Linked DNA regions of Mus musculus: region 2 is linked to region 1. Evidence: chromatin contacts called from public HiChIP or PLAC-seq data. All regions are on one chromosome and are shown on one strand. Each heading gives the region's core, a stretch centred on a gene start, on an enhancer-like site or on the middle of the called end of the contact. The rest is flanking DNA. Distances are from core to core; before and after follow the strand shown. Region 1 overlaps Fzd6 (frizzled class receptor 6). Region 2 overlaps Dpys (dihydropyrimidinase).

Region 1 (5,560 bases), core at 43-2,542:
TTTAAATATGTTTAGGGGCTACAAAAATGGCTCGGCAGTTAAGAGCAGTTGCTGCTCTTGCAGAGAATCCACGTTCAGTTCCTAGAACCTACACCGTGGATCACAGCTGTCTATAACTCCAGTTTAGAAGAACTGTCTGTGCTTTGTGGTACAAAGCTTACACGTGATGTATATACACACATGCTTGCAAACACTTACATGCACAAAAAGTAAAAATTAAAACATAAAAACAGTTAAACTCATATTTTATAATCTTTCTGCATTAATGCACATTATATTAAATTTTGATTGGCTACCACAAAACAAGTATTAGTAAGATGTAAAAGTATACAAATTTGATAAAAAGTAAAGTCACACTTTTGTTTAAAGCATGCTAGTCTTAATATATTTATTAAATAACAATATTTTCAAACATTATTGTAAGTGTTCAAATGTAAAAGTATTACACATATTGCACAGCTTTTTGTAACTACTACCCCTGGGAACCCCACCCACACCAGCACAGAGCAAGCTTTGCTTGAAGGTTTGTTTCTTTGTGAGTTCTAACTTACTCAACTAGCCCCTATTTAAACATATTTAGGTTAGTTCCCATGTAATTCCAACTGCTAATAATGTTGCAGTGTTCATCTCTATATCACTTAAATTGATTCTTCAGGAGGAGCTAAAAAAAAGAAATAGGGAGAGAGGGTAGGCAGAGGGAGAGGGAGGGTAGGGAGAGGGAGAGGGAGGGAGGGAGGGAGGGTAGGCAGAGGGAGAGGGAGGGAGGGAGGGAGGGAAGGTAGAGGGAGAGGGAGGGTAGGCAGAGGGAGAGGGAGGGAGGGAGGGAGGGAGAGATGGAGGGAGGGAGGGAGGGTAGGCAGAGGGAGAGGGTGCAGAAAGGAAAGCTGTCAGGTGTGCACCGTGCCATGCTACTGTTCTGCCACTCAGCTGCATCTCCAGCCAGATAAAATCTGTTTACTTTAATTAATTAATTTACTTGAGACCGAGTCTTGCTACATTCCCAGGCTGACTTTAAACTCAACAATCCTCTCCCTTGGCCTCCTAAGTATATAGGCACAATGCATACTGCTAAAATGTATTTTTTTTAATCCCCAAACTTTCATTTAAAAATTCAATGAAATTCTGTAACAAATTATATATTTTCAGGAATTTACAATTTTTAATCTAAAAACGCAGCCCCTTATAGTAATCCTCAGCCTCAGACACAGGGAACGTACTTTCTATTGTGTGTTCTTCTCAGTTAAGAATGGCAGGATGGGCTGGGCAAAAGGCAAAGTCTATTTTTAGATACACACACTGCACAAAAGGTTAAGCCCAAACATAGGGGTTTCCTACTAACCAAAGAGGTGGGGAAAAAAAAACCCTCTCCAATTCAGTAGATACTTTTTCTTTTCTTATGATGAGGCCTATTCTTCATAGTCTGCTTTTCATACACCGACTTAATTGTTGTTTTCACTTTAATGTTTGAAATATTTACAGGAGACTTGCTGTATTGTAACAGAGCTACTGCTTGAAGAAAGCACTCCTGGGCCAGTCCCCAGCCTGGCTACGACACCGGGGCTTACTCCCTGTGTCTGATAGCTCTCCTTAACTAAAGTCTACTTTTATGACCATGACAAGTGCACTTCTAGGAACATGAAGGTAAAGAGTGGCATATTCCAATGCTAGCACCTACCTGGTAAGGGCACGGGATGCGGTACTGGTGACAATGATCAGAGAACCATGTCATCTCCCAGGTGATCCTGTTCACTAGCTCATAGACATAGCAACCGAGAAGTGTCACTAAGGGCACAAGATACAGGCCACTGAAGACTCCGATGCGAATCATGAATTTCTTTAGCTTCTCTTGGTTCCGGCCATCATGCTGTATGACTTGTCGGACATGATTCAAGGAGATGATGCCGGCTAAGAGGAGAGACAGCCCAACAAATACGCAGAGGCACAGAGGCAGAAGGACGAAGTAGCGAGAGGCGTCCAGGTCATACAGGCCAACGAAGCAAACGCCGCTAATGTTGTCTCCTTCAACCTTATTCATAGCGAGCAGCATGACGGTCAGGAACCCGGGCGCCCCCCAGGCAACGGCATGGAACCACACTGCTTTTTGTTCAATAGCTTCGCAACTCCATTTTCTCCCGGCAGCTAAGAACCACGTAATGGTGAGAATCACCCACCACACGGTGCCAGCCATTGTAAAAAAATACAGAAACATAAATACCACACTGCAAGCCTTATTCTTTGACCCTAGGACAACGGTGTCCCCGAGCTCCAGCTTCTCGTCTGCCTTATTACAAGCCGTGCTATTGCCCAGCAAAAACCCCACGAAGTACATGAGAGAGACAATGCTGTAGCAGACAGAGTAATAGATAATTGGTCTCTCTGGGTATCTGAATCGTCTAACGTCAATTAAAAATGTAAGGAACGTGAACAGAGTTGCACAAAGACAAAATATTGAAACTATTCCTATGAAACTTTTGGCAAAGTCTAGTTCATCACTTTTAAAATACATATTGGGGCACGGAGGGGCACACTGTTCAATTCCCAGAAACCTATAGCCTTGGTCCCCGGAAGTCCTAAGGTGCTTTGGACACCAAAATCCAATGTCTCTTGGGACTTGATCTGATTTCTTCTGTGGCCCAGAAAGCTCTGTGTGTGGATGAGAAGTTACAGGAACAGTGTCATCACAGTGTGGCAATCTGTAAAGTTTACAAAAATTCAATGTCACGTCATCACTTTTTAAATTTTTAAAAAATATTTTCATTAATTCTTCGAGGATTTCACACATGCATACAATGTATTTTGATAATATTCCCCCTTCCCTTCACTCCTCTCAGATCTACTCCCCACTTTATTTTATCCTATGTTTCCAAGTATAAACCATGACTTTGCTGCATTCACAGATGTTGGGAGACATACATGCAAGGCTGAGTAGACATCTCTTGGGCTGGGTGAACATTAGAGACTGACTGGAAACTGTGCTGTTTATGAAGCCTCAGCTCACGAGAGAGAAAAAGGGAGAAAAGGGAGGGAGGGAGGGAGGAGTAAGAGCTGACCTTAGTACCACACACCTTGATCCCAGCACTTGGGAGGCAGAGGCAGGCTGATCTCTGTGAGCTGGAGACCAGCCTGGTCTACATAGTTAGTTCAAGGTTAGCCAGAGCTACATAGAGAGACCCTGTCTCCAAAGACAGAAAGATAGAAATATATTCCTGTAAAACGAAAACTCACGATCTTTTGGCTTTGTTTAAAAATGGTAACATGGTCAATTTCTGCTTAGGACCTTTAAATAAAGCAGTGTAGCAGCATGGACGGCCACGGCTTCTTTCCCATCTTCTTCTATTTTCTCTCTTCTCAGAAGCGTTAATTGCCAGAAATTTGGTTTTTATTCTCCTCAAGCATTGAAAGGTATTTTACTATATTATTTACTAGTCACAACCTTATATAGTAGTTTCACAGGCTCTGAACTTTATATAAATGAAGTCATGCCACTAATTTCTTTCTACTGATAACACTAGTTTTTCGTCTACGATTGACAGGTGTCAGTCAGCTGCATCAATTTCACTGTGTGATAGATAGCAGGTCAATGTGTGAGTGCTGACAGCTCCTCTGTGAAGGATGCTCACGTATTTTTCTACTTTAGAACACAAGGGGCCAGCAATGGCTCAGCAGGTACAGGCGCTTGCTGCCAAACCTAACAATCTAAGTTTGCTGTCTAGGCTCCTCATGGTGGAAGGAGAGAGCCAACACCCACAAGCTATCCCCTGACCGCCACACAAGTGCTGCAACATGCACACACCACCTGTCATAATGAATTTTTAAAAAGGACTAACCAACAATCTTGCTGGTGGCTCAGAATCTACTAGGAGTTTCTATAGATTTTTCCAGATTTAGGAGTAGGGGCATTTTCAATTTACCACATATTATTCCATTGTTTTGGATGATAGTTATGCATCTAACAGAATGTGTGAACTCTACAGAGAATACTTTCTTCAGCCTAGAGATAAAATACAAAAACAAAACCAAAAAACCAGTCTTCCCCAAGTTACTGTGTGAGGTTTCACTATATAAACAAAATATTTAAAATTCTAAGTCCCTAATGTCTAGAGAATAGGAAACAAAATATTAAAGTGCAAAGTTCAATGAACTGATGAAGACCATTTATAAGTTTACTGTGCTTAAGACCCTCTCCGGTGTGTCACTATGTAGACCAGGCTGGCCTAAACCTGATTCGTACCTCAGGCTGTCCTCCAACTTGGGATCCTCCCACCTTAGCCCTTAGTGCTAAGATAACATGTATGTACCACCATACCTGGCTTTCAAAATCTATTTTCTTACTATGAACTATAACTGCAATTGGTCAAACCTACAAAATATTAATCACATTAATCACATTTATTCACTGTCATAGAAAGGGCCAGGCAGAATAACTGAGGTGAAAAAAGTGTATTCCTGAGATTCTTATATATAATAAAGACAATTTTACCCTGCCCAAATATTACAGTAATACTGGTGTGAATTACAGGCAGATGTGAGCCACCCGGTGTGGATGCTGGGAACGAAACCCCAGTCCTCTGCAAGAGTACTACATGTCACAACCATTGAGCCATCTCTCCAGCTCCAAAGTGTGTCAGCTCCAAAGTGTGTCTTCTTGAAAACAGGACAGGCACACAGAAAAAGGGTGGCTATGAAAATAAGGGAAAGAAAGAGCAAGACAAGCCAGATCCCAGGACCCTTGCACTGTGGTGAGTAGGCTGTGCTGCAGGGAAAGGCAGGTGAGCAAGAAAGGATGGGGAGAAAGGTACAGAGTTAGAAGAGGCACTGACAAACTCTCAAGAGAGTGCCCAGAGCCACGACTTTGCTGTACAGTTCTGGCATAAAATGTGTGCCTGGGCCTTGACAAGCTGGGGAACCTGCTTCCGCCAAGAACTGGGTTGCTTTTCTGCTTGTTCCAAAGCAAAGGCACTTGGCAGGGAAGAGGCACCGTCCTGGGGTCTGAGAGCCTAAGGTGTGCCATTGTTCCAGTGTCCCAAAGGCAAACAGAAGCGCCTGTGTAGCTGTCAAATCCTTCAGCAGGCCAGGACCCGGGCTCTAGTCAGAGACTCTCTTGCTTTTGTATTTGCAAAATAAGATGCTATCAGACTGTGAAGACTGTTTTTACATCTAGGAAGAAGTTAGAATATTTGTAGTAATAAAATGGAGTTTAAAAAGAAGTGTTCGTCTGCTTTACAGAAGTGAGAAATGGTTTGATTTGGGGTTTATATAATTTCTTTAAAAATGGAGATTCCACTTCCTATGGCAATGTATCAAGTAGTCCCAACACAAAACAAATTTGACTTGGTGTAAGAAAACAATGTTTGTTCTCAACAAAATCCAACTTTACAGAGTATAACTCCAAAAAGGGGGAAATGTCAGCTTAGGGACCAGTGCATGATTCTGGGAGTCATGACCCCTCCTGCTTTGACACAATCCCACCAAGAGCAAACATCTTGCCCACAGATGTTACCGTCAAGAACACCTAGAATTTACTGATTTCATTTTCCTGCCACTAAGCTGTAAGACCCCT
Region 2 (5,297 bases), core at 46-2,545, 790 kb before region 1:
AACACTGTGGGCAAGTCAGTGGGGCAGAAAGTACTTTGTCTCTAAGATGGTGTTCATCAGGTAAGACCAAGAAAGCTAAATCTAAAGTAATGAGAAAACTGTAACTATGAACAAAATGGGCAAGAATTATACTTCATTTTTCCTGTTCTATTCTTATCCCATTGGGGTGGGGACTTTAATTCTATTCTGTGTTTTCCTGTATCAAAGTGGAAAGAAAATAAAAAACTCTATTGAACTACGGAACTCTCCAGTCTAGTTCTAACCCCAGGGAGAGCCCTGGGAGACTGGTTCCATGGTCCCTCCTCCTCCTCTTCCTCCTCTCCTTCAATTATTTATTTTCTAGTTTTTGCAACTCATTTCACTTTTTAATTGAAAGTAGATTTTGCCATATATATTCTAACTATGGTTTCATCTTCCCTAGCTCCTTCCAGATGCCTCCCCCTCCCGATTCTCCACCCACTCAGATCTACAGCCTTTCTTTCACTCTTTCATTAGGCTACAGCTATCTAAATAATGGCAATAAACTAACATAAGATAAAATAAAAGCAAAGAAGCTGGAATAGGAAGAAGAAAACAAACTAGCAGAAGAAAAAGAGCTTTAAAAAAAGCACAAGAAGCCGGGCGTGGTGGCGCACGCCTTTGATCCCAGCACTTGGGAGGCAGAGGCAGGCAGATTTCTGAGTTCGAGGCCAACCTGGTCTACAGAGTGAGTTCCAGGACAGCCAGGGCTATACAGAGAAACCCTGTCTCAAAATACCAAAAAAAAAAAAAAAAAAAAAAAAAAAAAAAAAAAAAAAACCAACCAACCAAACAAACAAACAAAAAACCAAAAAAACCCACAAGAAACATATACAGATACAGAGACATACACATTTGCACACACAAAATACAATATATGCAAATATGATATATGTAAGAGACCTGTAAGGGGGAGGGAGCAAGGAAGGAAGAAGAGAAGAAATGAAAGACAGAAGGAAAGATGGGTGGAAGGAAGAAAGGAAGGAAGAGTATGCCCACACAGAGCATTATGAGAGGAGGCACCTCTAAAAAAACGCTATTGAGTGGATTTGAGTTGCTGGGCTCTGCTTTTTAACCTTCCACCTGGGTGTCTCAGCAGGACCCACGGTGAGAGTCCTTGGCTGGTTTGAGTTCTGGGAATCACACCAGCTCAGGTACAAAGCGTTGTCTTTCTCAGACAACTGGACAAAGAGAAATGACCGGAATGCAAGGCTGTGAATAATTCACTCACTTCTTTCCCCACCCTCTGCTGCTTGGAGGGTATTTATAGGTTGTGATTATGTCTCCCTGAGTCATGCCCGAGGCTATACAAATTTAGATCACTTTCTCACAAGCTCCAGTTACTAATCTCTGTAACATTGTTTTGTCCCTCCTGTCCTCGTCACTTGCTTCAGAATGGTGCATAATGGTCCAGATGTGTAGTTATTTTTTTTTAAATGGTCTATATATTACTTAAGTTTCCTCCAGTTTAGTCCAAGAATAACTGACTTAAGGTCAAACTCATGCTTCTGTTCTCCATAGGCATCTTATTCATAATGTTAGGCATTTATTCAGTTGTTCATCTCTTTTATTTGTTCTTCACCTATCTTTTACATAACAACCATTCTTTATATAATAATGACTAAAAAAGTTAAATATTTGAAGTTGTTTTTGGTGAATATATGTATTCAGCCTTGTGAGAGCTAAGTCTTCATTACTATGACACATATGTGCTAGCACTACCAAGTCTTCCTGATCACTCCCCTGCTTTCAATCCAGTTCTGCTTATCATGACTATCCCAGTGCCCGAAGCAATGGAAAGCAACACAGGTTGGAAGATTACCATGAAGCAACTTATGTGGACATATTTTATAAGCTAAACTAATCCTGTTGATAGCCTTTGCTTTATGGAGGAAGCCCCATGGTCAAACCACAGCACTGCATACACTAGATGCAATGTTGCTGCATACACTAGATGCAATGTTGCTACATACACTAGATGCAATGTTGCTGCATACACTAGATACAGTGTTGCTGCATACACTAGATACAACGTTGCTGCATATACTAGATGCAATGTCCCATACCTGTAATTTCAGAATTTGGGAGTTAGAGGCAGGAGAATCAGAAATTCACGACTGTCTTTGGATACATAGTGAGTTTGAAAAGAGCTTGCTAGGAAACATGGTTTGGAAGGGGGCGGTTAAGATGCATTGCTATGATGACCTTATCCTTCTAGTTTGGCTGCTGTTGGGCTTTGCTGAGTATTTGCACTTGGTTATGCTCAGTTCCTTCCCCTGTGTTGAGCAGGCAGGCAAATACACAGGGATTCTGCTGTGCTGACTCCCACAGCCTCTCAGAAACCCACAGATCTTTCCACGTTCTCTGCTTTTGTTATCCCATTGAAGGCAGAAAAAATATTATCAAGCTAATGACCAGGCCCAGTCCTCTTTGGAACTTTTATTTGACATTTTAAATTCTGTGTGAATTTTTTCTCTCATACACCATACGAATTTTGCACTAACATGCAAAATTTGTAGACTATGGAGAAAAAAGAGAGGGGATTGTTGGAGAGGAGGCTTCATGGAATAAGGGATTGGATGATCATTTAAACAACGAGAAAGAATGGTTTGCATAGTTCACATACAAAAGGAGAAGCAGGAGTATCTAGGTTGATGCCAACACCCGCGTTCTCTATTCTTGGCCTGCTTATTATGAGAAAGGTACTCAGTTGGACTCTCTATTCCCAGTCAAAATGTATGCAGATGACCTAGCTGGGACATTTCTGATGCACTACAATATTTTTAGCCTGGCTGCACACACCATCCTCAGCTCTCTACTGTCCTTAGAGATGGAGAATTGCTCTCCATCATCACCTCCTACCTCTTCCTACCCTGCACACTGAATCCTAGTGAGTTCTGCACACCGGCTCACAGTGCCGTGGCATAGTCTTCCTTTACTTTCTGATAATGTTGAGGTGCATTTTTAAAAAGGAATAAGGGTTCCGATGATGGCAGAGAAAACCCCCTTGGTCCCCACAGCCTTATCCCACTATTGTCAACTGATAGAGTGCCACTACTGTCAGAGTCGATGAACTACTATTGCTATATCAGTAGCTAGAGCCCATCCTTCATTCAGGTTTGCTTAGCTCTTACCCAGCATTCATTTCTGTTCCAGGATCCCGTAGTAGATTTCATCAACATGTGTCCTGAGGCTGCCTGAGGTGGGACAATTTCTCTGCCTTTGCTTTTAATCTCTTTGCCAGTGTTAAGGAATCATATTCAAGTCTTTTGGAGAATGTCGTCATTGTGCTTTTCTTTCTGACGTTTTTTTCTCCTTCCTAGCCACAGGTTTCGGAAACAAATAATACAAAAGCCTCACTTTGCATTAGTCATGAAGAGTGAATGTGGCAGATGTGGTGCCACACAGTTGATGCTGTGCTGGGTACCTGGCTGGTGCAGTCTTTGCCAGGCATAGCTATGCGCCAGCATCTGCCCCTTCTGTATGGCACGCTTGGAGAGGAAGTTGCTGCATACAAGGCAAACTTAAGAAGTGAGGTGCTATGCCCTAGGCTTATGTTTGAAAAGGTACTTTGGAACTTGAGCTTGGTCAAGCTCAGCCCAGTAGCATGTCGGAGAATGTGGTTGGGCAAAGTGGAAGAGAGCGGCCTTCCACATGGCTCAGGAGGCAGGAGGGATTTGGCAGTGGCTGGGAGACACTGGGAAGATTGCCTTCAGTGACAGCTGTGCTTCGGAGGAAGTCAAGGGGGGCATCCCCTCACTCTGCTCTTTTTTTTTAATTCTTTTTTTTTAATTAGGTATTTTCCTCGTTTACATTTTCAATGTTATTCCAAAGGTCCCCCATACCCACCCCCCAACCCCCTACCCCCCCTCCCCCTTTTTGGCCCTGGCGTTCCCCTGTACTGGGGCATATAAAGTTTGCTCTTAATTATTGTACAGGATCCTTCAATAGTAACAGGATGCAGAGATGTATCCGTAAAAATGAGATTTTTCCAAGCGTGAGAGAGGATGCCCTGCTGGACTCCTTTCGTTCTCTTGAAGCAGACTTTGACTTCTGAGGCTGAGAGCTGTTTCTCAAGCAGAAGTAGCTGGAGCGTGAAGAGAACTGCTCTCCTGTTGTGCTCTCAAACGCACTCTGGGCTGTTTCGCCTTGGAGACAGGTTCTGAGAGTCCAGGCTATACTGGTCCTTCCTTTGGTCCAGGAAGAGGAGAGGGAATATAAGATGAGATAGTTTACTCTCAGAAGGGATGTGTTAAAAATACCGTTTGACAGCCACCAAACCCAGACACTATTGCATATGCCAGCAAGATTTTGCTGACAGGACCCTGATATAGCTGTCTCCTGTGAGGCTATGCCAGTGCCTGGCAAATACAGAAGTGGATGCTCACAGTCATCTATTGGATGGAACACAGGACCCCCAATGGAGGAGCTAGAGAAAGTACCCAAGGAGCTGAAGGGGTCTGCAACCCTATAGGAGGAACAACAATGTGAACTAACCAGTACCTCTCATTGTTGTGTCTCTAGTTGCATATGTAGAAGAAGATGGCCTAGTTGGCCATCATTGGGAGGAGAGGCCCCTTGGTCTTGCAAACTTTATATGCCCCAGCACAGGGGAACGCCAGGGCCAAGAAGTGGAAGTGAGTGGGTAGGGGAGCAGGGTGGGGGGGGGAGGGGTATAGGGGACTTTTGGGATAGCATTTGAAATGTAAATGAAGAAAATACCTAATAAAAAATTTTAAAAAAATGAAGCCGGGCGTGGTGGCACACGACTTTAATCCCAGCACTCGGAAGACAGAGGCAGGAGGATTTCTGAGTTCGAGGACAGCCTGGTCTACAAAGTGAGTTCCAGGACAGCCAGGGCTATACAGAGAAACCCTGGCTCGAAAAACAAAAAACAAACAAACAAAAATACTGTTTGAGAGGTTCAGAGCAGAGCGGTCCTGCATGAGGCCAGAGGGAGGTGTACTGTCACGTCACGTGGGATGAGAGTGGGCAGAGGATCCGTACCCGAGAGTCGAACTGAAGCTGAGGCAGAGTAAACTCAAGCACGGGGGAGGAGCAGGCGTCCAGGCTGCCTGAAGAAAGAAGAGAAGGCAGCCAGATGGCCTCCAATGTGAATTGTGTCTGTCATAGACTGAGCTGAATGTTCACAAAGTTAGCCTTGTGGAAAAGAATTATTTAATCAAGGGAAGAAATGGATTTATCCTACGATGGTGATTTTAACATTAGTTACAGTCCAGTGTTATATATGATTTCTGTTTTAACATATAATTAGACAC

What was found. HiChIP or PLAC-seq counts read pairs in DNA pulled down with a chosen protein or histone mark.
Region 2: a contact with region 1 is called in an H3K27ac HiChIP or PLAC-seq map of extraembryonic endoderm stem cells, with 6 times the contacts expected there. The contact joins two enhancer-like sites. A contact is called at or near these places in 1 of 39 promoter capture datasets (cranial neural crest), 1 of 115 datasets of contacts at active chromatin or transcription factors (extraembryonic endoderm stem cells) and 1 of 9 other capture datasets (embryonic stem cells).

What each region holds. Positions count from the first base shown.
Region 1 is chr15:39,027,948-39,033,507 of GRCm38.p6, reverse strand. It overlaps Fzd6 (frizzled class receptor 6), which reads right to left. Exons shown (of 7, transcript NM_001162494.1): 4 at 1,676-2,693. Among named protein-coding and RNA genes, the nearest start is that of Gm7194, 11 kb to the left of the region's middle. Within about 2 kb of position 1,292, at least 6 of the 459 cell types and tissues checked have an H3K27ac peak or open chromatin away from gene starts, as enhancers often do. A contact at or near this core is called in extraembryonic endoderm stem cells, where this site is marked.
Region 2 is chr15:39,817,354-39,822,650 of GRCm38.p6, reverse strand. All of the region lies in intron 7 of Dpys (dihydropyrimidinase), which reads left to right. Among named protein-coding and RNA genes, the nearest start is that of Gm16291, 23 kb to the right of the region's middle. Within about 2 kb of position 1,295, at least 17 of the 459 cell types and tissues checked have an H3K27ac peak or open chromatin away from gene starts, as enhancers often do. A contact at or near this core is called in extraembryonic endoderm stem cells, where this site is marked.